4 separate regions of the Mus musculus genome follow, and all the other regions are linked to region 1. The links are chromatin contacts, called in public Hi-C, HiChIP or PLAC-seq and promoter capture Hi-C maps. All regions are on one chromosome and are shown on one strand. The core of a region is the stretch at or near the end of the contact, and the rest is flanking DNA. Distances in the headings are between cores, read along the strand shown.

Region 1 (2,799 bases), core at 85-2,584:
GATGTGTGTGATATGACTTGTAGACGTGACAAGCTCGTTCTCGGGCTATCACAGCCGGGGGAAAAAACCTAGACTAATTTTGCAGCGCAAGAGAGGACAAGGTGAGCCTATAGGGAAGGTGAGGGGTGGGTGCTGGAGAATTAAGAGATGCAAAAAAAGAAACAGCCAAGTACTGTGAACAAAGTAAACGCTCCTCGGAATGTCTCCAGACTCTACAGCCGGCCACTGGAAACCCATCACGGAGAGGCTGCGGTAAGCACAGCTCTCAAGCACAAGTGAGTGGGGCAGATGCTTGGAAAACCCACTTTCTACAGAGGGGAGAAATGGCAAAGAGGGCAATTCACAAAGGAGAGCTGTCTTCCCAACTAGGTGCAGCACCAGAGGACCTTTTAAAGAAGGCAAGATCACAGGGATCTTCCACAGGGCGCATTCATCCATTCATCGAGCAGATGCAGAAAAGAGTGAATTATTTTATTTACCTCTCACAAAGGAGAATGCTATAAAGATTCTCACTCCCAAAATGTCTTTTTGAAAGCAGTCAGCTGAAATCCAAATAAAACAATGGTGAATGCACACGTTTGTCGTAGACTTACTAACCTGTATAAAGAAATCTCTAGAAGCTGCTCTCCAGTATGTTACCAGAATTGAAAACAACTGATTTGACTTGTCAGGGTAAGTCCTTTGCCCCAAAATTATTGGCCCATGAAGGCCCCACACAGAGAAGCATAACTTAGGCTATGGGCACTGAACCATATAGATCCATGTTCAAAGCCCGACTGTGCCATCCTGTCGGTGAGGACTGGCCTTGACTCCAGTGAAGTCGCTTGCCCTAGGTGGGTCACACTGCATCATTAAGGCAGACCTGGGGCAAGAACCTTGCCCTTGTTCTTTCCAGGTACCTACTGACCAGGCAGCGAGTCCCCTGCGCAGCTATCCCCCATGCCTGGGAAGCCTTTGTCCCCCCTCTCCCCCAACTCACCAGAGAGCACCCGAGGAAGTGGCCCACGGGTAGGGGGCAGTCAGAAAGGGGGTGCAGTCCGCAGGGGGTGGGCGCGAGCAGGAGGGGAAAGAGGGGCGGCCGGGTGGTGATTGGCTGGGCTTCACCAGGCAGCTCCCGGCCAAGAACAAAAGAGAGCAGGCGGCGGGCGTCTTTGGAGTAGGCGCTCCCACCCGCGGGGCACCGGCTTCGCTGCTGCGGGAGGACGCGCCCACCAGCAGCCCGCGGAGCAAGCCAGGCGGCGCGCGCGGTTTCTCCGAGAAAGCCGGCCGTGCACCTAGGAATTAACCGGCCGGCGCGCGAGGGGAGGGAAGCGGGGCGGGCGAGGGGTGGAGGGGGGGAATGCTGAGCGCGCGCGAGAACAATAATAAGATCGTGTTTGCGGTCGCTGCCCGAGGAGGAATTCGGAGGAGGCGCGAGGCCCGGAGCTCGCACGGAACCCAGAAGCTCGGCGGGGAGGCGGCGGCTGCATGAGGCTGGCGACGCGGCTCCTGTGAGCAGCGCGCGGCGGTAGCGGCGGCGTCGGGACTCGGCGCGGCCGGACGCGGGCTCCCATCCCCCGCAGCCGGGCGGGGATCTGCGGGGCCTGCGGTGCCCCCCGCCCACCGCTCGCCTCGGCCACTGCCTCGCCGCTCTCCCTCGTCGGAGCGGCCGCTCGAGCGTTCGGCTCGAGGCCCCGCGGGGAGCGCGGCGCGGTTCCGTCGTCCCGCGGAGGGGCGGCCTCCCAGCATCTTCGCGGCGGCCAAGGACCGGCGAGCAGGAGAACGACCGGGATGGCGCGTCCGCGGCCCCGCGAGTACAAAGCGGGAGACCTGGTCTTCGCCAAGATGAAGGGCTACCCGCACTGGCCCGCCCGGGTGAGTACGGCGGCCGCGCGCGCGGGCCCGCCCGCCCACCATTTTCCCTTCATGATGGCGCGCCCGCCCCCTTTCCCCATCACCTCGGCTCGAGCCCGCCTCGCGCCTGGCCGCCGCCTGGGCTGAACCGCGAGCTGTGCTGCGCACCGGGCTCCGGGCCGAGGCGAAGGTTCCGGGCTGCGCCCTCGCCGGCTCGGCGGCCATCCTGACGCCCACGTTCGAAGGCGGGTTCGACCGGACAGGCCCGACGTCGCCTTCCTCATGGAAGCCGGCGGGGACCGGGAAGCGGGTCCGGGGTGGAGGCGCCGGCTGGCTCCCAGCATGGTCCTGAGTAGACGCCCTGATCCGGGCGAACGTCGAGGCAGGTAGGAGAGCGAAAGGCTGTCCCCCAGCCGGCGAGAGCCGGTGACGGTCAGTCCTGGGAAAGGGGATGGTCGTGCAGAGGCCAGCGGCAGTCTCATGGTAGCAATCTTCGATCTCAGAGCATCCTTCATCTTCCAGACTTGTTGAGTGTTTCCTGGGCGCGATCCCCTGTGCCTCACCTGCCCTCTCATTGTCCATTGCCTCCCTGGTGCCCTGGTTCTTAGAAACTGACACCAAATAGCCTGTCACTGGCTGGTGAATTCAAGGAGCTTCCTTGTGCCTTTTCACCTCCATATTTGTTTTAGGTCGGTTCCCGAACCTTATTCTTGGCCTCGAACCAAACCCACGACAGCTCTCTTCTTCCTAAACAGCAAGACTGTCGCTAGGTTTTCTCTAGAAAGCATCTGCATTTAATACACAGCATTCAGTATTTTTATTCCGATCCTTACTGAGGAAGAAGCACTACCGCGTCTGTGCGCACCTTATGTTGAAAAAAAAAAACAATCACTTTCACCTTCAATTTGTTTAAATTTAATAGCTGGCGGTTGACTGACTGAAAAGAATACAGTTAAAAGATAGTTA
Region 2 (2,799 bases), core at 166-2,665, 480 kb after region 1:
GAGAAGAGAAGCAAGAAATACTAGGTTTGATTTATCAGGCCTATGCTGCCAAGATGGGGGTTGGGCTGCTCCTAAGGGGATGGGTTCTCCATACTGTAACCACCCTTTCTGCTTAGGACTTCAGTAACCCTTGGGAACGACCACAGAATGGAGACTAGCCAGCTGTCATTCAGCTCCCTCTGCACTTTAACTCCAGCATCTGTCCTCTTCCCCACCTTCTCCAAACACACTAGGCTAGGACCGTAGGCTTCCTTTCTTAATACCCTGGGCAGAAGCTTATACGTTCCTGCCTCACAAACCTGCCAGCAAGTTGGTAACAGCTTCTTCACCTGTCAGGAGGAACCTTGAGTATAATACGCGCTGAATAAAAAGTATAACATATAAAACACTTAGAAATGTTCAATAAGCTCTGTTCTCTTTCTTAACCAACCTAGTGGCTTATTTCCCACCTCCAACTCTCCAGCAACACCTTAAAAGAGACCTGGCAACTTCCAAGCTTGTTCACCTTTCCTCTAGTTTCCAGCTAGCTGCAGAATAAAAGCCCTTCAGAAACTGGGCTCGGGCTTCCCTCCTGTGGCACCAACACGCATTAGCTGGTCTTAGTCAGATTGAGCCTCTCAGTGCATTCCTCCCTCTCCGCCTTCCCTGGTCTGCAGCCCGGAATGCCATCTCCGCCTCTGCGCTCGCTTGGGCTTCCGGTCTGGTCCAGCCCTAGCTGGCCCATGACGCCTCTCGGAACAACAGCTTCGCTCACCCTGATCTCTTGCCCCGAATTTTGTCAGTAAAGCGTCCTGTCATTCTGGAGGGAGCGTCGGGAGCGGTTTCCCTGGGGAACTGCAATCCGAAGAGGATCACTGCTGTTTTCGGAACTTTCCCGAATCCCCTGACGCCTGCGCTCCGGGTTCCAGCTCGCTCCAGATGCAGTGGCAGTCGGTCTGAAGTGAGGGCGTGTCTGCTGCAGGTGGGGATGGGTGGAGGGGCTGGGTTCGGTGCCACCGGGGCTTCCACCCGAGAGGTCACTAGCAAAGGAGAGGCGTGGTTATACGTTTTTTTGGGGGGGGGGCGCACGTCACCGGCGCAGCGGGGCATCCCAGGGTCTTGTAAATCTGTAGGGAAACTGAGGCCCGCGGGAGAGTGAAATGGTCAGGGTCACCGGGCGAGGGACTTGCTCAGGCCTGAGCCCCCTCGGGCTCCGGGGAGGCAGTGGTGGTCTGTCTTGGCTCGAGCCTCAGAACTAACCCCCACCCCCCGTTCGGACCCCCAGGCCCAGGGTGGGCGGCGGAGCGCGGGTCTGGACGGCAGGAAGGAGCGCAGGGGGCGGGGGCGGGGACGAGGCCGGGCGGGGCCGACACAGGTGCTCCTCGTCAGGCCAGCGCCGCGGAGCTTTATAAGCCGCCGGGGTGCGGAGTCGTGCGCTGCTCGCTGCAAAAATAGTGCCCACGTGTGTGCGCGTCCCGCGCCGCACAGACCCGCCGGCCCGCGCGCCCGCCCGCCCGCCAGTCCCTTAGGGCCACGCCGGACCCCATGGCTTTCTCTCTGGTAAGAGCCGCCGGGGCGGGGCGGGGCCGGGCCGGGCGGGGCTGCTGTCCCCGCCGGCCGCCTCGGCTAACGGTCCGCGCGCAGTCTCGCCACTTCACAGGGCCCCCTCACCGCCGCCCGGGTTAGCGTCCCGGGCGGGGCGCCGGTCACATGCCCGCGGTCGTGGGCCTCGTGGAGCGGTGTGGGGCGCGCGGGGAGGGGCAGGGAGCTTCCTCGTGACTCAGGCCTTTGGGCTTAAAGGCGCCGCGGCCCTTCGGGGGCGACCGCCGGGGCCTCGGAGCTGCACTTGCACAACTCTCGGTGGCCTCGAACATACGTCCAGACAGGAGCCGGCCGCGCGGACGGGCGCCCGGACGCCAACACTTCCTTTTTCCGCAGCCGTCGCACGGGAGAGCTCGAGCGGCCGGCCGGCTGGCCGGCGGTGCCCGCGGCTCCCGTCTCTCTCTTTCCTTCTCTCTCTCTCCCCGAGAGTCGCCTTGGCGTCCCGCAGGAGGCAGGGGCTGGCGGCTCGCTGCGGGCGGCGCAGCAGCGAGCCGCGGAGACCCCCTCAGGCTGGGGCGGCGCAGGGGGAGACGCGCCACGACGGCGCTGACATGGCTCCTTTAAAGCCGAGGTCTCGGGCCCCTCGTGCGGGCCGCGCTCTTTCCAAGCCCGGGGAAGTCACGTGGCTTCACACGTTCGATTGCTCCCGGAGCCCTAGCCCCGAGGGTGGACCGGGCCAGGTGAGGTCGCACGTGCGTGTGACCGGGCTTCGAGGGCTGTCCCCGGGAGCCTCGCGGGGCTGGGGGGCGCGGGCCCGGAGGGGAGGAGGAGTTGAGCAGCCCGCGAGGGGGCGCAGGCGGGAAGCCAGCTAGTCCTCGGCGGCGTCCGCTTGCCTCACTCGGGCGGCCTGGCGGGACGCACTCATGTGGCCTCGAGGGTGTCGCTCAGCGTTTCTCAGCCAGCAAGGCCAGGTGTCCAAATTCGGGGGTGTCGGGTTGCAGATGGGCTCGCGTGGCCTCCAGCCCTGACCTCTGGTTTGGGGGAGCGGAGGCTGGACGCTGGGCGGGTAGGGCTGACAAGGCTGCTTCACTGGGGGCCTAGACGCAACGGGGTGTGTGTGGGGGGAGGCCCATGCCTAGGCAGGGGGACCCATGTCAGCAAAGAGCGTCCTCGGTGGGCAGCGCAGGCCACCCGTGTGGGTTGCTGTGCGGTTCCAGCCTCTCACGGTCACGAGCCTCATTTCCAGGGGGCTCTGCAAGGCCACGGTTCCTGCAAAGT
Region 3 (2,799 bases), core at 185-2,684, 410 kb after region 1:
ATTCTTTATAGTGAATTTCCCATAAAGAGGCTAGGGTAAAGTTCTACAGGTTGCCAGCACAAAGCCATAGTGAGCGCACAAATAAGTATTCCGCTACAAGCTTTCTAGGGGGAGCTCAGATCTTGCTTAAGACCCCCAGGGTTTTCTATGCAATAACAGGCAATAGGTAAGGAAGATTCCCATGTTTGCCTTCTGTTGCTACACAGTACACCGGGAACGGCAGACACGGCAAACTCATCTCCATCGAGAGCAGCACTTCTCAACCTTCCCAATGCTGTGACTTTAATACCCTCATGTTGTGGTGACCCCAACATACAATTATTTTTGTTGCTACTTCATAACTGTAATTTTGCTACTGTTTTGAATTGTAATGTAATGTCTGTATTTCCAGTGGTCTTAGGTGACCCCTTAGGTGAAAGGGTCATTTGATCCCAAAGGGGTTGTGACCCACGGTTGTGACCCACTGATCTACAGGGTCAAACATGTTGATGGCTGACGAATGACTTTCCTTTGGTGGACTCACACCTTATCTAAGCTTTATATATATGTATGTTCGTGTCTTTGTGAGTGAATGACATATGTGTGTGGTGCTCAAGGAGGCCAGAATAGTGTGTTGGACTCCTTGGGTCCTGAGGTACAAGTGATTTGATATAGGTGCTGGGAACCAAACTCAGAGCCTCTGGAAGTGCCACAAATGCTCTTAACTACTAAGCCATCAGGCTAGTATCTAAGTGCACCTCACTACTGTCTTCACTCCTTCAATTTTCCAACCTCCTACCCATCCACGCACACCATCAGAAAGCAATATAAAAACTCCTTTGTACAAGAATTCTATGGGATTTTAGAATCTGTCCTCAACAAACCATGCAACTTTCCACCGCCTCCTTGCTGCCCTTTTCTAACATTAAATGCCTTTGCTGACACATTCAAGAAACTTAAAAATCACCCACTGCGTGTGCATGTGCTCACGGGCGCTAAAATTACTGCAACAGGTGATTCCTCCCTCAGGCAAGAGTCATCGATTCGGAATGCCTGGATTTACAGAGCCAATATTCAACAGCTCTGTGCATGTGAATATGTGTTTGTATGTGTGCATGTATGTACGTACGTATGTGTGTGTGCTTAATTTAACTTCAGTCTGTGTGACCGCGTATTTCTCCTTCCATATCTACCCACCATTCCGTGGGCTAGCAACCCTCTTTGAAAAAGATGGAGAAAAAACAAACACAGAGAAGGAAGATCGATAGCCGGGCAGCTTACCCATCTCTTCTCCCATTCCTGGGACGCCTGCCACGTCAGCCACTTACCTGGACACCATAGTCACCCGCCGCACAAGGTGGCCAAATACTGGGTCAACTTGGCGAGACAAAAGCCGCTAGCATCAGGTGTCAGGCTCTCGGTCATAATTTCTCCCTCCTTCCGGTGGAAAATGAGTCCACTTCCGGCTTCTTAGCCGTAGGGAGGAAGTTCCACGTCAGGCACCGCGCGGCGCGGCTGGGCTTGGCTCTTCCCAGTGCGCATGCTCAGAGCGAGTCCTCTGCTGCTTAGCGTCTAGCTGCGTGGCGTCTGGATCGTGGGAGACTCGGGGGCCGGCTTGTAGCTCCTGGGTGGGTGTGGAGAGCTGCCGCATTGTTTTGAGTATGCTATTCTCTGCTCCCCTGGCAGGCGGCATCCTGGGGACTGAAGTACGCCGTCCCGCCCCTGCGACACTCCTCTGCGTTCTTGTGCTACCCAGCCCTGGCTGTTAAGCTTCTCAGTGTTCTTCATTCTTGCCACCCTGCTTATAGAGAGCAAAGCGTGCACTGCACCTCAGTAACCTTTACTCAGTCGCTCTCTTGACTCCCCCTGGTTGCAAGCCCATGCATATTCATCCAGGAAAGGACCAAGAGCTTCCTAGCCTTGATCATGGGTCTAGGAAGATAAGTAAAATCACTTTTGGATAAATTTCCTGAGGATAGACCTCAAATGTTGAGAGACTAAAACAAAAGACATTTGACATTTGCGCCTTGGTAGAGGTAGGCTTCCTCTGTCATTTTGAATATGATATCTTTGCCTTACTTAGTTTCTGGTGATCGCTAAAAATCCTGTGTGTGCTTTGACTTGAGGCAGCATGGCCCTACTCTGTTGTCAAACTTTGTTCTCCTTATTTCTGCTTATTGCTGTGTTTTACAAGGACATCCATCCTGTTGGATTAAAAAGCCCAGCTTATTCCAGTTCACATTGTGAGGCTGCAGAAAAGACTTAAGATTTCAGGGGCGGCAATTACTGAGCACCCTAGTAAGCTGCCAGAGTTCTCCAGGAATGTGCAAACCAAATGCTAAAGTAAACTAAAAGTAAGCAGGTTTAGAACAATGAGTTCAGAGTTCATTTGGATGCTGCGAGTTTGAGGTCAGAATTTGAAGCAAAAAGAACAAAATAAGAAACATAGGTGTAATGAAAGGACCTTACATGCAGTCCAAACATACAAGGCTTTTGGATTTAATATACAAAATCAGGAGCAAAAATGTTACCTTGTTTATCAGCTTGAGCCAAATCTACTTCATTTCTCTTACTCATTTAAGATGTAACTTTTCTGGGCATGGTAGCACACTACTTTAATACCAGCCTTCAGGGTTCAACACCAGACTGGTCTACGTGGAGAGTTCCAAGCCAGCCAGAGCTATACAGTGAGAAGCAGAAAGGAGAAGGAGGAGGAAGGAAGGAAGGACGGACAGAGAGCCAGGGCTACAGAGTGAGACCATTACACTCACTTTCTAGGCTTGGCCTGTGCTTTTCTCACCCTGGCATAGGTACACACGG
Region 4 (2,799 bases), core at 188-2,687, 330 kb before region 1:
AGACCCCATCTGACAACTTAAGATCCACCTTTCAGAAGAGATGAAGCAGAGACAGAGGCAAAGTTGGGGCCAGGACCTGAAGCAGCACGGCCTAGATTAATTACCCATGCCTCAGCCACACCCTGACCAGCGCTGCCTCGTTATACACGCCTCAGCCTACTATTGAAATCAGAGCCTCCTTTCACATGGAATGTTCGTGTGTTTCTCTTGGTGCAGACGGGGCTACACTGAATAAGCTGCTCTGCCCAGGTTTGCCCTGCCACCTGCCTCTTTAACGGGCTTGTTGAGAACAAGCAGGTCAGGATACAGGAGCTGATGCAGATGCCATGGATGGGTGTTACTTACTGTCTGAACCCAGCTTGTCAGAGCTGCCAGCGCCCAGACCTTGACTCTAAACCCAATAACATAACTCCAGATGTTTGTTTTTAAGTATAGCATATGAATTGAATAATCTAGTTGGTAAAGAAGCCATATACATCCTATCATTATATATATTAATAAATTTAAAAATCAACTTTAGATATGTCAATGATATTAACATGTTGAAAGGGTTTTCAATGCACAGAATTTCTTTTTTCAAAATCAAACACAAAATAAGCTTCTCTTCTTAGGGTCTTAACACTTCTAGGAAACCGGGCGTGGTGGCGCATGCCTTTAATCCCAGCACTCGGGAGGCAGAGGCAGGCGGATTTCTGAGTTCAAGGCCAGCCTGGTCTACAAAGTGAGTTCCAGGACAGCCAGGGCTACACAGAGAAACCCTGTCTCGAAAAAACAAAACAAAACAAAACAAAAAAAAAACAAAACAAAAAACAAAAAAAAACACCTCTCGGGCACTTCCTGGAGGAAGGCTGGCCAGGTCCTACCTACATTAAAGAGAATGCCCTCCCAACCCACACCCAGAGCGGGCTTTCCCCCAACCTGCACTGCCGGCCACACCCAGGCCCCCAGCTCCGGTCTGAGGAATCTAATCGTTAGGACAAGCTCTGCTCAAAGGGCCCAAGACAAAGGGGAGGAAGCAGAGCAGTGTGGACCCAGCTCCGACTGCACCAGAGCCACTCTCCAGGTAGATGACCAGGGGACAGGACAGGGGACAGAGTCTGCAGTCCATCATTGGAGTGCCAAGCCAGGAACACTCTTCTAAATTATTTCATCTGCATATATGATTCTAGATGCCCCCATGTGAGGCCAGCCGGGCACACATACTTATCTCTGTATCACAGCTGATATGTCGGTTCTAATGGCAGAAAAGTATTTGCTGTGCAGCTGCTGAAACAGATGGGAACAACAGCCTAGATTACCAAATGATAAATCAGTTGTTATAAATCGGAAAAGCCTTGTCACACAAGCCTTGAGACACAGTTGACTCTCTAAGACATATGAGCACCATTTGGCCCTGGAGTTGTTGCCAAGGCCCACATGTTATGCATTCTGACAGCTGGCCACTAGGGGAACCAGTTAGTCACATTCCGTTTCCTTCCTCAACTTGCCCAGACTAGATGTGGTTCAACCTGATCCTGGCTTGGGCTGGGAAGCACTGGGGTCCTGCCTTCCCGACTCTGCACCCCATGCTTGCATTTGAACATTCTGGATTCCCACTCCAGGTCATATTCCCAATAGTAGGCGGTTCTCTCTCGGGCACAGACAGCCCATTTCTAACCCGTCACATGTTCAAAAAGCTTTACCTTTTCCATGTTCAGAAATTCTTCATCTAGCTTCGTTCCTTCGGCACCACTTATTTTTTCACTAAACAGCTGCAAAAACAAACACAAATGCTTTCACTGAACAAAGATTCTCTATATTCCTTTCATTGAAATTAGTGACAAAAATCTTGGCTCTGGCGTTGTTGGATTTTTGGTTTTCTGTACACTGGGGTTTTGCCTGCATATCTATCCCTGGAACATTAGTTACAGACAGTGAGCTGCCATGTGGGTGCTGGGACTCGAACCCAGGCCCTCTGGAAGAGCAGCCAGTAATTTTAAAGGTTCCTGAGTTCGAGCCCTGGAGCCCACGTAGAGGTAGAAGGAGAGAACCAACTCCACAAGGTTGTTCCCAGACTTCTATATGTGCACTGTGGCATGCGTGCGGGTGCATGCACACACACACGCACACCACAACAGCTACTAATGAGAAAAGAAAAGATCATGGAACAATGTACACTTCCCATTTGTCTAAGCTTTATCATGCACCCATCCTCATCAGATGGCACAAAGCAGTTCTAATACACGCAGTGACAAGACAGCTAGGGACACAAGAGTGACAAGAGTTAGCAGCACCCCAACAGCCTGAATGTAAGAGACAGGCGGTAAAAACGGACAAATACTAGGACCAAATGCAAACTATTATCAATTCATCAACTTGACAGACTCTCAGGGCTGCTTAGAAAGTATCTCGTCTGCAGAGCAGGAGGCAGATCATTCAAGACCTGACTCCTAGAATGCGTGGCATTTGAGTTTGTTTTTTAAGGACAGTGACATTTCAGTGTGCAGCACAGCGGGAAAGGTCTTCTGGGATGTGGTGGTGTTTTCAAAAAGGAAAACTGAGAGGAATGGGAAGGGTGGTTTGATACTGAGCACAGTTCCTATCCTTTGTGGCTATCTGTACAATAAGAGAGGCTTAGCAGCATCCCTGCTGTCTACCGCTAAATGATAATAGAAGTCATGTGCTCACTGTGCACACTCATGTGCACACACACAAACACATGCACACATCTGCCACACCACTCTGACCACCAAAAAATGTCCCTAGATAATGAGAGATCAGTGTGCTCACAAAACAGTAAGGAGTTTCACTCCCAAGTGA

Evidence for each region. A called contact is a pair of places that touch in the nucleus more often than the background predicts. HiChIP or PLAC-seq counts read pairs in DNA pulled down with a chosen protein or histone mark. Capture Hi-C pulls out chosen DNA fragments and counts their contacts.
Region 2: a contact with region 1 is called in a Hi-C map of cerebral cortex, with 4 times the contacts expected there. The contact joins the promoter of Cpeb1 here to the promoter of Hdgfl3 in region 1. A contact is called at or near these places in 1 of 39 promoter capture datasets (cranial neural crest), 7 of 484 Hi-C or Micro-C datasets (cerebral cortex, cortical neurons, embryonic stem cells and 2 more) and 5 of 115 datasets of contacts at active chromatin or transcription factors (astrocytes, embryonic forebrain, embryonic hindbrain and 2 more).
Region 3: a contact with region 1 is called in a promoter capture Hi-C map of adipose tissue, with 2.0 times the contacts expected there. The contact joins the promoter of 2900076A07Rik here to the promoter of Hdgfl3 in region 1. A contact is called at or near these places in 2 of 39 promoter capture datasets (hippocampal neurons and liver), 1 of 484 Hi-C or Micro-C datasets (uterus), 3 of 115 datasets of contacts at active chromatin or transcription factors (effector CD8 T cells, large pre-B cells and memory CD8 T cells) and 2 of 9 other capture datasets (adipose tissue and embryonic stem cells).
Region 4: an H3K27ac HiChIP or PLAC-seq map of embryonic stem cells shows a contact between it and region 1, with 4 times the contacts expected there. The contact joins the enhancer-like site here to the promoter of Hdgfl3 in region 1. A contact is called at or near these places in 4 of 39 promoter capture datasets (embryonic stem cells and pre-B cells), 2 of 15 datasets of contacts at CTCF or cohesin (the NIH/3T3 cell line and large pre-B cells), 2 of 484 Hi-C or Micro-C datasets (embryonic fibroblasts and embryonic stem cells), 22 of 115 datasets of contacts at active chromatin or transcription factors (the NIH/3T3 cell line, T-cell acute lymphoblastic leukemia, craniofacial prominence and 13 more) and 2 of 9 other capture datasets (adipose tissue and liver).

Annotation. Positions count from the first base shown.
Region 1 is chr7:81,932,994-81,935,792 of GRCm38.p6, reverse strand. Hdgfl3 (HDGF like 3) reads left to right here and starts at 1,334. Exons shown (of 6, transcript NM_013886.4): 1 at 1,334-1,854. The coding sequence starts at 1,771.
Region 2 is chr7:81,453,374-81,456,172 of GRCm38.p6, reverse strand. It overlaps Cpeb1 (cytoplasmic polyadenylation element binding protein 1), which reads left to right and starts at 1,415. Exons shown (of 12, transcript NM_007755.5): 1 at 1,415-1,539. The coding sequence starts at 1,525.
Region 3 is chr7:81,522,185-81,524,983 of GRCm38.p6, reverse strand. It overlaps 2900076A07Rik (RIKEN cDNA 2900076A07 gene), which reads right to left and starts at 1,434. Exons shown (of 4, transcript NR_160675.1): 1 at 1,308-1,434.
Region 4 is chr7:82,259,084-82,261,882 of GRCm38.p6, reverse strand. It overlaps Sh3gl3 (SH3-domain GRB2-like 3), which reads right to left. Exons shown (of 9, transcript NM_017400.7): 2 at 1,683-1,751. Among named protein-coding and RNA genes, the nearest start is that of Gm32903, 4.5 kb to the right of the region's middle. Within about 2 kb of position 1,437, at least 4 of the 459 cell types and tissues checked have an H3K27ac peak or open chromatin away from gene starts, as enhancers often do. A contact at or near this core is called in embryonic stem cells, where this site is marked.